4 separate regions of the Mus musculus genome follow, and all the other regions are linked to region 1. Evidence: chromatin contacts called from public HiChIP or PLAC-seq data. All regions are on one chromosome and are shown on one strand. Each heading gives the region's core, a stretch centred on a gene start, on an enhancer-like site or on the middle of the called end of the contact. The rest is flanking DNA. Distances are from core to core; before and after follow the strand shown. Region 1 has its middle 29 kb from the start of Gm40925. Region 2 has its middle 28 kb from the start of Edn1. Region 3 has its middle 130 kb from the start of Phactr1. Region 4 has its middle 35 kb from the start of Gm32833.

What was found. HiChIP or PLAC-seq counts read pairs in DNA pulled down with a chosen protein or histone mark.
Region 2: a contact with region 1 is called in an HNF4G HiChIP or PLAC-seq map of pancreatic cancer cells. The contact joins two enhancer-like sites. A contact is called at or near these places in 1 of 484 Hi-C or Micro-C datasets (bone marrow-derived macrophages) and 2 of 115 datasets of contacts at active chromatin or transcription factors (embryonic basal ganglia and pancreatic cancer cells).
Region 3: a contact with region 1 is called in an H3K27ac HiChIP or PLAC-seq map of embryonic fibroblasts, with 9 times the contacts expected there. The contact joins two enhancer-like sites. A contact is called at or near these places in 1 of 484 Hi-C or Micro-C datasets (bone marrow-derived macrophages), 2 of 115 datasets of contacts at active chromatin or transcription factors (embryonic fibroblasts and extraembryonic endoderm stem cells) and 1 of 9 other capture datasets (embryonic stem cells).
Region 4: a contact with region 1 is called in a FOXA1 HiChIP or PLAC-seq map of pancreatic cancer cells. The contact joins two enhancer-like sites. A contact is called at or near these places in 1 of 115 datasets of contacts at active chromatin or transcription factors (pancreatic cancer cells) and 1 of 9 other capture datasets (embryonic stem cells).

What each region holds. Positions count from the first base shown.
Region 1 is chr13:41,704,431-41,707,715 of GRCm38.p6, forward strand. No RefSeq gene overlaps it. Among named protein-coding and RNA genes, the nearest start is that of Gm40925, 29 kb to the left of the region's middle. Within about 2 kb of position 1,416, at least 43 of the 459 cell types and tissues checked have an H3K27ac peak or open chromatin away from gene starts, as enhancers often do. A contact at or near this core is called in embryonic fibroblasts and pancreatic cancer cells, where this site is marked.
Region 2 is chr13:42,327,399-42,330,628 of GRCm38.p6, forward strand. No RefSeq gene overlaps it. Among named protein-coding and RNA genes, the nearest start is that of Edn1, 28 kb to the left of the region's middle. Within about 2 kb of position 1,368, at least 97 of the 459 cell types and tissues checked have an H3K27ac peak or open chromatin away from gene starts, as enhancers often do. A contact at or near this core is called in pancreatic cancer cells, where this site is marked.
Region 3 is chr13:42,547,731-42,550,666 of GRCm38.p6, forward strand. No RefSeq gene overlaps it. Among named protein-coding and RNA genes, the nearest start is that of Phactr1, 130 kb to the right of the region's middle. Within about 2 kb of position 1,646, at least 48 of the 459 cell types and tissues checked have an H3K27ac peak or open chromatin away from gene starts, as enhancers often do. A contact at or near this core is called in embryonic fibroblasts, where this site is marked.
Region 4 is chr13:42,366,442-42,369,700 of GRCm38.p6, forward strand. No RefSeq gene overlaps it. Among named protein-coding and RNA genes, the nearest start is that of Gm32833, 35 kb to the right of the region's middle. Within about 2 kb of position 1,635, at least 60 of the 459 cell types and tissues checked have an H3K27ac peak or open chromatin away from gene starts, as enhancers often do. A contact at or near this core is called in pancreatic cancer cells, where this site is marked.

The DNA.
Region 1 (3,285 bases), core at 166-2,665:
AAACTATAGTACATATGATGCACTGTATGTTGGCTGTCCTAAGACCCTCCCCAGTTACTCACTTTCTGTGGAATTGTAAGTTTTTGATGAGTGGTCTCTTCATATAGATAGTATGGAAGGACTATTTCCTAATTAGGAAAGATAAAACATTTACATCTGGCCTGGCATATTGTTCTGGTAAAAGGCAGATCTTATAGACGAGACTTTGCATTTTATTACCAAGCATTGCACCAAATAGACTTCCTTTCACTGAGGATTCAAGAATTTGGATCCCTTGTTAACACACAAAGCACAGTAAGAAAATTCACCATGGTGTGGGCCTTACCCCATCATCCATTCTTTCTATCATTCACCCATTTAACAAACATGTTTAGAAGGTCTACTTTATGCCAGGCACTGTACTGAGTCAGGGGTAAAAGGCAGCAAAGCTCTGCTATTGAGCTTACAGAATGGAGGGTGAAGACATGCATATGAATAAAAGGGCATGGTTATCTTCATCCCAAAATAGCATCGGGCAGGTGAGAGTGTGGAGAACAGTCCCCAAAATAGTCATAGCTCTTCATTGCCCATCACTTCACAGGCCAGAAACAGCATTCCCTGGCAAGGCAAGGGGTATGGTCTAACTCAGATCCACCAGATCTGCCCAAGAGGAAGTGGGTAAATATTGTTCTTGAAGCATTGGGAGTGCTGAGCACTTGGACAAAATTTGGGATCTGTTTGAAAGATGACACCGGAGACAGCTAGTGGCCTATGTGCCTTAAACTGACCTGCAGGTGATACTGCAGTGGCCACGTGGGGATGGTTACGGGTAAGGGATGGAGACAACTAGGAAGTGCTGAAGGATTCTGGGAAAGCTAACAAAGCACAAGGAGGGCATGAAACAGTTCAAAGAGCTTGAGAGTGAAGGACCAAACCATCCCATGAAACTTATCCATGGGAATCTGAGCCTGGAAGGGAAGCCAGATCAGGGGCAAGCTTGTAGTTTTGTTTCATTATTGTCCGTGTAACTTAATGGCCAGAAAGCTCTGGCTTGGTTAGGTGAACATCCAAGATTTCCTCATGCCAGAAGTGTTATCACAGGCCATAGCACACTCTTCCAGAGTAAACACTGCCCTGAGGCTCTTCACACAGAGGAAAACCCCCCAAGATAATAACCAGTCCTTGTAACAGTCCTGGAAAAGGTCACCTGTAAGACTCGAGCTTGGAGTTGTCTGAGTCACAGCATCGTGGACCCTTTACAGGGGTAGGGGTGGTTGTGTTTCATCCACATGTAAATAGCTCTGGTTACTAGCTTGCTTTTTCTCTCCTGGCATCCTTTGGCGGCTTCTGTTTGCACAGCTGAAGTCAGCCCTTACCACCTCATGTCTGATAGTCTGGGGGAGCTGACAGCAGACTATTCAAGGAATGGCATCGAGTAGCTTTTCTCAAGGTCATTTCCTGCCCATGATCTCAGCAAAGATCACATTCCTTAAGGATGTGTACATGGGGGGTGGTGGTGGTGGAAACAGACCATATTCTGTTGCAAAGAGATGCCTAAGGCAGCCGTAATGATGACCCCATCACTCTGTGTGTGTGTGTGTGTGTGTGTGTGTGTGTCTGTGTGTGTGTGTGTGTGTGATAAATGCATACCTCCCTCACTTAACTGAAAACAAAGCCTGTCTGCTCGCTCCCTCTGTGTGCTTGAACTGTCTTCATGCCAAGACAATAATTCTCATTTTAAAGACAAATGCTGCACTTGCAATCGACCCAGGTTACATTGCTTGATGACATAAGGCTTCTCAGTTTGGCTTCTTAGAAACTTCACTTGCTTAGTTCTAGATTTAGAACTTGCTTAGACAGGTCTCTCTCTATCTTTAAGTCTTGGAAGGATTCTGTGCGTTGGTAAATCTGTAGGTGTTAGTAAAAGGAGGAGTGATCAGAAATAATGGGCTGTGGGCTCAGGTAATCTTTATTTCATGCGTGGATCCTGCCCTCAGCCCACTTTACGAGCACAATAGTGACGGGAAAACATATTCTCCTTGTCTTGGGGTTTTACCGATTTGAACAGACACCGTGACCAAGACAACTCTTATAAGGACAATATTTAACCAGTGAAATGGTTACAGGTTCAGAGGTTCAGTCCATTATCATCAAGGCAGGAGCATGGCAGTGTCCAAGCAGTTATGGTGCAGGAGGAGCTGAGAGTTCTACATCTTGTTCTGAAGGCAAACAGGAGCAAGTGGTTTCCAGGAAGCTAGGTTGAGGGTCTTAAAGCCCACACCCATATACATACAAACATACATACACACACACATACACACACACACATACACACATGCACACACACACACACACACACACACACACACACACACACACACACACACACACATATGGTCGCTGCCTAGATTAAGTTTTCCTTGGTTCTTGTAATCTTGTACTAAGAACTATAGGAGTGTACACAGATACCAAAGCAGCAAGAGGTTTTATTCAGAAGCAAAGAAGCAGTGTCCCTGAATGTGGTTTCACCAAGACTCCTAGGTTACTTCCCAAGCTTTCATTTTGCTTGTATAGGTGCAGACGGAAGACTGCCAGGGTGTGGTGAGGGTGGTTATATGCCCCTGACGGACAGGCTTGAGTTAGGCAAGCCTTTGTTAGTTTTGCATATCCTTTACCCAGATGCACCTGTTTTTAATCCCATGCACGCCCAAGTACACATAGGTGTGGGATGGTAAATGGAAGTTTCACCTAAAAGTTCACTCACATGCTGCATGTCGTCTTCACACACACACACACACACACACACACACACACACACACACACACACACCCCTATACCTCTAAAACAAGCCCAGGGTATCTTTACACTCCACCCAGTTCCAGCATATATTTGATCAATAAAGGGAGGTACCAGGGGCTTGTCAGTTGTCAGGTGGAGTGAGCAATTGCAATCTGGAGAGGACTGTGTGTGTAACTCCATGCAGGTGGGCACTGTCCCTGCAGTCCACACACCTTGTACTGAAGAGTGTTGGGGCCCTGAAGCTGACACATGCATGTGCCACAACACAGATGTCAGCATTGGCTGTAGTGACACTTCCCTGCTGTCGGCTTACCACCTCCCTTTCACGTTAAGGGCTTTATTTCCTTGAAGTGGAGATGGGGGGAAGACACTCAATTATGTGTATTATATCCATTACTGCCTGCCTCCCCCATCACCGGGCAGTTTTGTATCACCTGGAGAAGGAGAAGCTGAGGACAAATAATCTCCTCCCTCCCCATTAGGCCCTAACTTAAATGCTCTCCCCA
Region 2 (3,230 bases), core at 118-2,617, 620 kb after region 1:
GATTCAGAATTTTCACTTTAACAACTATCAGACATGGGAAGTTTCCAGAAGCAGTTCTGATATAGGATGCAAAACTTGCACCAGCAGAAGCTGGAGCTGTTGGCTGGTGGGGACTTGTGACTTTTATTGTCACTCAAGGTATCTAACACAAGTGTTCAAGCGAACAGTTTATTGATATGCTTGCATTCAGAAGACTTTTTCACAAACCCTTCAATGAGAATATCCTCTCCCCATATAGTCAAGTTAAACAATTTAAATAAATAACTTCTGTGTGTGTATATGTACATAGACACATGTCGTCCTAGCAATTTTCATTTTTTGTCTCCCAAAGTCTTTCAATGCAATAAAAGGTGGACAGATGAATCAAAAATGTTTCCTTCAACCTAAATCTTCCTAGTTCATTTTTAATAACTTAAATGATCCTTTTAGGTTATTTTTAATTTAAAAAGTATTATATTTTTATTAACTCTTTGAGAATTTCATACCCCAAAACAATGAAATTTGATCATATTCATCTTTTACTCTTCTTTCTAGCCCCTCACAGATCCATCCCAACCTTATCCCTCCCAGCCCGACTTCAGATCTTCTTTTGTTTTTTAAATAACACACTGATTCCAGTTTATACTGTCCAAATACTCATGGGTGTGAAGCATTCATTAAAGCATGGCCAATCTTCCAAGGATCCTGGTCTTAAAGAAAGCCGAGTCTCTTTCCCCTAGAAGCCTTCAGAGGATAGTAGCCCCTCAGCTGAGAGAAGGCTCACAAGCCCTTCCCCGTTCTGTTCTGGAATGCTGACTGGCTTGATCTTGTGCAGATCTGATGCCGCCAACCACAGCAGCTGCGAGTTCATGGAGTGTAGTGGTTCTGTCCTGTCTAGTGATGCTGCTTCAATCTGGTCCTTCTTGACCCCTGGCTGGAGGAGATTTTTCCATGGTCTGTTTTGCCATGCTCCCTGATCCTGGGCTGGAGAGGGCCTGGCTGATATAATATGATCTAGGTGTCTCAGTTTTGTGGCTGAGCACTTCACAGATACTTTCTATGCTCTTCTAGCTTACCTCCCCCTTTTTTATTTCTTCACATGTTGCCACCCCCCTCCCAATCTAGGGAGGTTTAATATTACCACTCAGTACTACCATAGTTTGGAAAGTTTTCAAAGACAGTTCAGCACACGGGGAGAGGTGTTTCCATCCAATGCATACTGGGACTTAAACTCCACCCTGCTCTATCTGTTGTGAGTAGGGTTTCCTGGCTGACCATGTAAGTCAAAAGAGGAACTCAATCTCTAGTGAAGTCAGACTGTGTCAGAAGGAAGGAATACAGTGCACAGTGACTCTTCTCAGTGGAGCTGAAGGACAAGGCATGGCCCAGCCATGACTCATGGCACAAACTATGCAAGGAGGCACTACGGGACCTTTCTTCAGCAGGCAGTCCCTTCCCCCAAGGGGTGGGGGTGGGGTGCATGATTCTAAATATGGGAAGTAAAATTCCTGTGTAAAAAGGACAGATCTTTGTACATCATTGTCTACCTACTGTCATGGACCACGGGTGACTAGTTTCCCCTTTACTTTTGTTTATTCATAACATCTAGATTTAGGAATGTTGGCTGGCGTCTTTAACAGAAAACAAAACTCAGACTGACCTGTCTCCTATTAAAAATTCTGTTCTCCCCAAAGGGATATTCTTTGCTCTTTAGCTCAACAGATTATGGGTGTTCCTCTTTTGAGTTATTACTAGGCAAGATTGCCAAGGGACTTTACCTCTCTCTTTGGCTTGTCTGTGTCAAGGACACAGGGAGGACAAAGAGGGGGTGGGAGCCCTCCCCCACAAGCTAGAAGGTAACCTCTTCACATCACCACTCTGGAGGTGGCTCTGATTTCTGCCTCTTCTGTTTGTATTCCCCCTGGGGGCAAGACATCTCCAGGGAGTTTGTCTATCACTTTCTGGGTGGTAGGAGCCCTGCCAGCTCACAGTGGGAGACTCACAGGCGTGGTGGGACCTTGTCAACATCCTGAGGGTGCTCAAGCAAGGGCTTCCTCATTAAGTCTTTGTTTCAGAACCCAGGCATCTCATTAGGGTTTTTCTGTTGGAATTACAAGTATTTTTTTAAGTGGCTTAAAACAAAACAACAAAACAAAACAGGAACTGGGTGACAAGGTGGCAGTTTAAAACATATTGTAACCATTGAGACCTAGGAGAAAATATTAGAAACTTCCCACATCCCATGGAAGGAGTTACAGAAACAAAGTATGGAGCTGAGATGAAAGGATGGACCATGTAGAGACTGCCATATCCAGGGATCCACCCCATAATCAGCTTCCAAATGCTGACACCATTGCATACACTAGCAAGATTTTACTGAAAGGACCCAGATGTAGCTGTCTCTTGTGAGACTATGCCGGGGCCTAGCAAACACAGAAGTGGATGCTCACAGTCAGCTAATGGATGGATCACAGGGCTCCCAATGGAGGAGCTAGAGAAAGTACCCAAGGAGCTAAAGGGAACTTCAACCCTATAGGTGGAACAACATTATGAACTAACCAGTACCCCTGAGCTCTTGACTCTAGCTGCATATGTATCAAAAGATGGCCTAGTCGGCCATCACTGGAAAGAGAGGCCCATTGGACACGCAGACTTTGTGTGCCCCGGTACAGGGGAACGCCAGGGCCAAAGGGGGGGAGTGGGTGGGTAGGGGAGTGGGGGTGGGTGGGTAAGGGGGACTTTTGGTATAGCATTGGAAATGTAAATGAGCTAAATACCTAATAAAAAAAATGAAAAAAAAAAAAAAAAAAAAAAGAAACTTCCCACAGGAAATGTTACTAGGCACCAGGATGTTAAGTCAAAAGTACAGGATGGGATTTCGTACCCTGACTATCCCGAAGAATATTAAGAAGCATTATCTCTGTAAAGTTAGCAAGATGAAGTCAGCTTGGCAGAAGCACCCCAAGGCTGATTCATCTGAAGTCTCTAAAAGTTAGCTATGCTCCTTAGCACAAGATAGGCTGTTTGCAAGATTGCTCTGGAGAATGGAAAGACATATTAGACCCTATCTTAACCTTTGGGCAGCTCATATTCTACCTAACTAGCAACTAGGGGTGACCTCCTAAGAGTCTTTTTCTTTAATCTTATTTTTTATATACGTACTTATATTAACAAACTAAATTCTAGTGCTTGCTGGTACATATAGATCAGGTTAGATGCCAGAGACCTGGCAGACATATTTCCAAGTACTT
Region 3 (2,936 bases), core at 396-2,895, 840 kb after region 1:
AATGAGTTTCCTCACGTGCTGCTCATGATACACGAATATAAAGTAGTTTTAGGGTTGCACATTTTTACTTTTGTGACTCTGTTTATTCTAGTTGTCTTTTGTGTCTAGATATTCAAAATGTCTGCCCATTATGCCTGCTGTGTGCCAGAGGATTTGGACGGTACTCAGCCATCACCTCTTCTCCATCCTGAAAAAAAAAATTTGGATTTCTTTTCAAACTCTTCACGCATAGATGGAAAATGGCAGTGGCCTAGCAACCTTTGTCTTCTTATGTCCTCAGCACGTAGCTATATGAACGTGGTCTGAACTGTCTCCTGCTACAAAAAAAAAAATTGCTGTAATTATTGAAACCTAGAAACTATGGAAGAATGTGGCTCTGTCGCCTGCATTTATCACATCCATTAGTAACTCTTTACTCCAGGATTTTAAGTTAAGAACAACTCATTGGCCCATCCTCAGTTAAAAAAAAATAGTTAGAGAAATAAAGTGTCTTCAAGCTACTTATCGTAGCTCTCCGTGCGACCGAATTCAACAGGAACTGAACTTACAGTATTGGTTCCTAGTTTCCTAACATTCTCCTTAATTTCTTTCATTTTCTTCTTTTCCCCCAGTGTTCCTTTGGTGTTTATCTATGGGTTTGCACATACATACCATCCTTGATTACTCACATACATCTACAGAGAAAATAGGTTCCAAGTGCTATGAAGTTACTTAATAAATACATGGCACCTTTACTCCTTCATGTTCATTGACTCCTCATAGCTGCCAATCATGTTGGAGGCTGATGAGGCCATAGGCTGCTTAATTTGTCTATTGATACCTAAAAGATCACTTGTGTCAACCACAGCTAACCTTTTGAAGTTGATCAGATACAAATAAATCGAATAAATGAAATCAAAGACATAAAACAGCATGAGACAACAGACATTTGGGTCACAAAGCAGAAGCAAACTCTATTCAGGAGATGGTACCTGCTAACTAAACTACTAGTAAATATTAATTGACTAACACTGGGTGCCTGGATTACGCATTGGCAAACAGTAAGTAATCTAACACATGCCAATTCCTTTTGGTCTAAGTCACTCTTGTCTAGACTTATCAATCCCACAGAGTCTTGATCCTATGCCAGTACCCATAGATTTAAAATTTCTTCTCCTAGGAGAACCCGTCCATTCTACTTTTATATATTTTTATAAATGTTAATAACATATATTATGGGAAGGCCGCTGCTGATTGGAGACAATCATCTCTGGGTAGATAATGTTATTTGCCCACTCCATAACAGATTGAAGTCAGGAGTTTGTGGGGAATCTCCTGTAACACAGTGGACAAAGTCATGGAGGAGACTCTTCCTGAATTAGAAAGGCATCCCACGCTTTTCACAATTCTCAGTGGGAGGGAGAACAAAACAGCGTTGCTCATTGCCTTCTATAGGAATTTGGGTGGAATCAAGGGCTGAATATTAATTGTGTTTTTACAGGAAGAGTTACACCAGGAAGCTTTTCTAGCTGGAGGAAAAAAATAAAGATAGGAATGAAAATAGGCAATGTACTTCAGGAAAAAAAAAATCAAAACCAAGAGCTTTGCAAGTGACTCACCTGAAAGTCATGTCAGGAATGCCGGCTTTGTACCAGATGGCTGCTTTGCACAGCAGACAGGATGCTTGAGATCCGGGTCAAGGGAATGAGTCTCTTCTTTAGACCAGACCCTGGCTTAATCTTCTTGAGCTTTGGACTAACTCACATGAAGCCACTTTCTAGAGGTCTTGGAAAGTGTTGTATTCTGGGTTCCTCGCTGACCTCTCAAAATCTCATATTTCAACCCTGTTTTCTGGACCTTGAACAGCAGAAACAACTATGTCTACCTTGGCAGCCCATTTCTAGGAGGAAACCTCTGTGTCTGGTGATCCAACTTACACACATATATGCATTTAATGTAATGGCACTGTGCTGTCTCTTGGTTTTTGTTTGTTTGTTTGTTTTCTATTATCCCGTCTTGCCTTTCAAGATTTGCCTTCAGATTTCATGGAAAACACCAGTTCCTGGCAAGAAGTCAGTATGTGTTCAAGAAAAACAATGGTTCTGTGATTAAGTTTGAGAAACTGGGCCCACTCTTATCACTTACTTAAATAATTCTCAGTGTGTGTTAATTATAGTAACAATTCTGAGAAGGCCCTCTATGAAGAACTCTGCTTAACTTTGTTTAAACTAAATGTTTCTCAAACTAATTTACCTAAGGTTCACTTGGTTTCATTTCTCATGGTGGACTAATGTAACAAAGAGACCCCGTGTTGCAAAGAAACTAGCAAAGAGGCGAACACACACACACACAATCACACTCACACATACACCACACATATTTTCTCTCTGGAAAGCTAAGTTCATAAAATTTCCTCTGTACATATCTACAAATAGATAAGACATGGGTAAGAACCTGTAACTAAAGGAACTCTTTTCCTTCTCATCCACTCCCGGAGTTGCCTGTGCTTTTTATAAAGTATGCTTGCTTTATTCCCGCCCCATGTTACAGACATAAGAAACCCTTATTGCTTCTTTAGCTGATGTCAGCAATGCCTTCCTGTTTGTTGATGAATCTCTTCATCTTTCCAACTTGTCTGGGTTCTAGCAGCAAGATCAGCATTCTGTTGGGAGATTGGGAGACAGTGAGAATGAAACTACCCACTCTCTTGGTGTTGTCTTTTCCTTTATCCTCAGCAATGTTCTATTACAATCGATAACGCAGGGATTCAATTTTTCACACTCCAATAAATTACTTCTCTACTCTGTCAACATGCAAAGCCTTGTGTATGCTAAATCAAACAAACTCTAATGACTTTGCACAATTAGACCAATACCCTCTCATTCTGTCCTCGCACTTGTAGGAAAAAGTGATCTTTGCTCCTTTTAGTTGTGTGCCCTGTTTATGATTCAGGCCCC
Region 4 (3,259 bases), core at 385-2,884, 660 kb after region 1:
TTCTTATGCAGTTGTGGATTCTGCATATCTTACTGGCAAGATATGTCCACAGGTGTAATCATGACACAGATGTCACAGGAGTAACCAAACCACTTTCTGATTAGATTAAAGACCCACTCCACAAGTTTGAAACCATACCTGGCACTAGTATTAGAGCCAAGAAATTATGGCTAGGCAGCTCACAGACTCAGGCCAGACAAAATTAAAGCATGAGAGGGGAGGTGGGCAGGAACTATTACTCCTGCTTAAGAAACTATTGATAAGTGATAGCTGCTGGAAGAAAGAATTAGTTTTCTTTAAGGGCACTGTTAATGGTGGTTAGGCTACTGTGGTGTTCTGGGTGAGTAGGTCCCCACAAGCTCATATATTTGAACGCCTGGTTCCCAATTGGTAGAATTGTTTGGGAAGGATTAGGAGGTGTGGCCTTGTTGGGGTAGGTGTGTCTTTAGGGTTAGACTTTGATGTTTCAAAAGCCCATACCTTCCCCAACTAGATCTCTCTCTCTATGGTTGTGTCTGAAAGTATAAACTCTCAGCTACTCCTTCAGCACCACGCCTGTCTATGTTGCTGTGTCCTCTGACATGATAGTCACAGACTTACCCTCTGAAACTGTAAGCCCCAATAAACTATTTCTTCCATGAATTTCCTTGGTCATGGTGTCTTGTCACAGTAATAAAAAAGTAACTAAGACAGTCAAACTGCAGTGAAGGCTGCACATCCAAAAGAATATGTGCAGTGCAAACTGTACTTGATAAATTAAAAAAAAAGGTAGTGAAGTAAGGGATGGGTGGGGAAGAAGTCAGGGAAGGGAGTGAATATAATAAAATGCATTATATTATTTTTTTTCAGAAATAGCAAATATGAGGAGAGTAAAATAAATTAACTCCTTGTAAGTAAAGAAGAAATTGCATTCAATGCATACTGTGCCTTTTTATTTTATTGAAATGTTTCTATCCCAATTTTTGAATTTTCTCTTGTTTATGTAAATGTAGTATGCCTTTAAACTTCATAGTAGAAGAATATATAGGTGAAACCTTATATCAAAAATATCAAGAGTAGGGGCCAATGAGCTGGCTTAGTAGTTAAGGGCATTTGATGCTAACTACGTGAGCCTGAGCTTGATGGTGGGTGAGTACTGATATGGTAGAAAGGAGAGGTGACTCCCCAAAGTTGGCCTCAAACCTGCATGTGCAACCCATTATATATGTATAAATAAATAAATAACATAAAAAAGAAACAGGTGACAGCTTTTAAAATGCCATTTAAATCTAGAAGTTCCCTTTCTTTCTCTTTCTGTGAGCTGAGACATCCGCTATTAACTCACCCTGAAGATCATATTTTTGGACTTCCTCATTTAAAAAATGGCGACGTTGCTATTTTTAAACTCTTTGCTGTGGCAGAAGACCAGAACTTCTCCGTGCCAGGACAACTGCAGCTTCTGCAAAGTTGAACGGGTTAAGCCAGAAGTAAGAGCTTAGTTCTGTCCTGTTCTGTTCTACTGCCCCACTTCCCTCCTACCACCAAGGATCTTGCTTTCAACTTTGCGTGTAAGTTTCTGAGAATAACAATGGAGCCTTCCAAGTTCTCAGTAATCATTAACCACTTCTAGGCAGGCATAACCTTCTGCCTCTTAGCAAAGCTCTCTCTGGAGAAGTTCCAGGAGGAGCCATCACCTAGGGCAGACAGGTCCAAAGCCAAAGGGCAAGGTGGTGTCTGCAGTAGCCCAAGAGGAAGAGTGTGTGGCCACTTTATGGAATCTAGTGTCTGTGAGAGGCAGGGTAACCCCCCAAGGACTTGGGAGATGCCCCTCTAGAAGAAAGCTGTTAGAAGTCTCTGGTAGCACTCTTAGGCTTGGTCCCAGCCTTATCAGCTGGCTCATATTTACTTTACTCTCTCCTTTTCTCTTGGTGCAAGAATGATGCCAAGACATTGGCATATGTGTGTACCTACAGAGGTGGACCATAAGGCTGGACTCTGAGATAATATTGCTTATCATTTCTAGTGTGATACTACTAAATCTTTGCAGCTGTGTTTATCTGTGTTTCCAGACTGGGCTGCCGTGTGTGTGTGTGTGTGTGTGTGTGTGTGTGTGTGTGTGTGTGTATTAGTTTACTTTGGGTTTCCATAACAAAATGACGTAGGGTGATTGAATCACCATCCATCTGCATTTTAACACAAAATTCCAAGACTCTACAAAAAATATAAAATACAAAAATACAAAAATACAAATACAAAAATAAAAAATCCAAAAGCAGGCCTCAGTGGGGTCATTTCTCTCACAGCATCTCTCTGTGGTTTGGAGGCAACATGCTTCTTGCTGTGGTCTCATGTGGGCAGACTTCTGTCTTGACTGTGTCCCAGTCTCTCTCTATTAGATGCCAGTTACCAGGGGATATGGCTCACCCAGATGACCTCACTGTACCTCAGTTTACTTCTTTAAGATCTTGTCTTGAAATGTGGTCACATTCTAGGGATACTGGGGGTTAAGACTTCAATATATAAATTTTGGAAGGACACAAGTCAACCTGAGAGGGGAAGACATGCACACATAGCCATAAATAGTGTATATAGAGTCTATAACAATAAAATATACTATATTTTGATGGCTAATTTTTATGTCAATTTGTAATCGACACTGTGTGTGTGTGTGTGTGTGTGTGTGTGTGTGTGTGTGTGTGCATGCATGCTTGCATTAGAGAGTTTCTAGAGACATTTTACTGACCAAGAAATACCCATCCCTAATGTGGATGGTATCATCTCTATGGGCCATGGTTTTGAGCAGTATAAAAAGGAGCTAGTGAGATAAGTACCAGTATTCTTCATGTTCTGTTCCTAATGGTAGTCATGGCGTGACCAGCTGCCTCAAGTTCCTATACCGTGTCATCCCATGATGATGGATGGTGCCCCTTTCTCTCCCTAAAAATAATGATCCCTCCAAATAAATTCTCTCTTTCTTACATTGATTGCATTTTTTTAAAAAAATCAAATATGTTGTCATAGTAGGAGAAAGGCAACCAACATATGTAGTAAATAAAAAGTGTAGTCTACTTTATATTTCATGCATACATGTGTACACTCACAGGTGCTCCATGCAATGGAGTTCATATGATTCCGGGATACTGTCTGGTTTATGCTTGAAATTCCTCATGTCTGTAGAAACACTGAGCTTCTTATTGTGTAAAATAGTCGTGTCCATGTCTGTATCACATCTCCACACCACCCTCTCTTCAGCAAGCACACACAGTAGCTGTAACTTCGT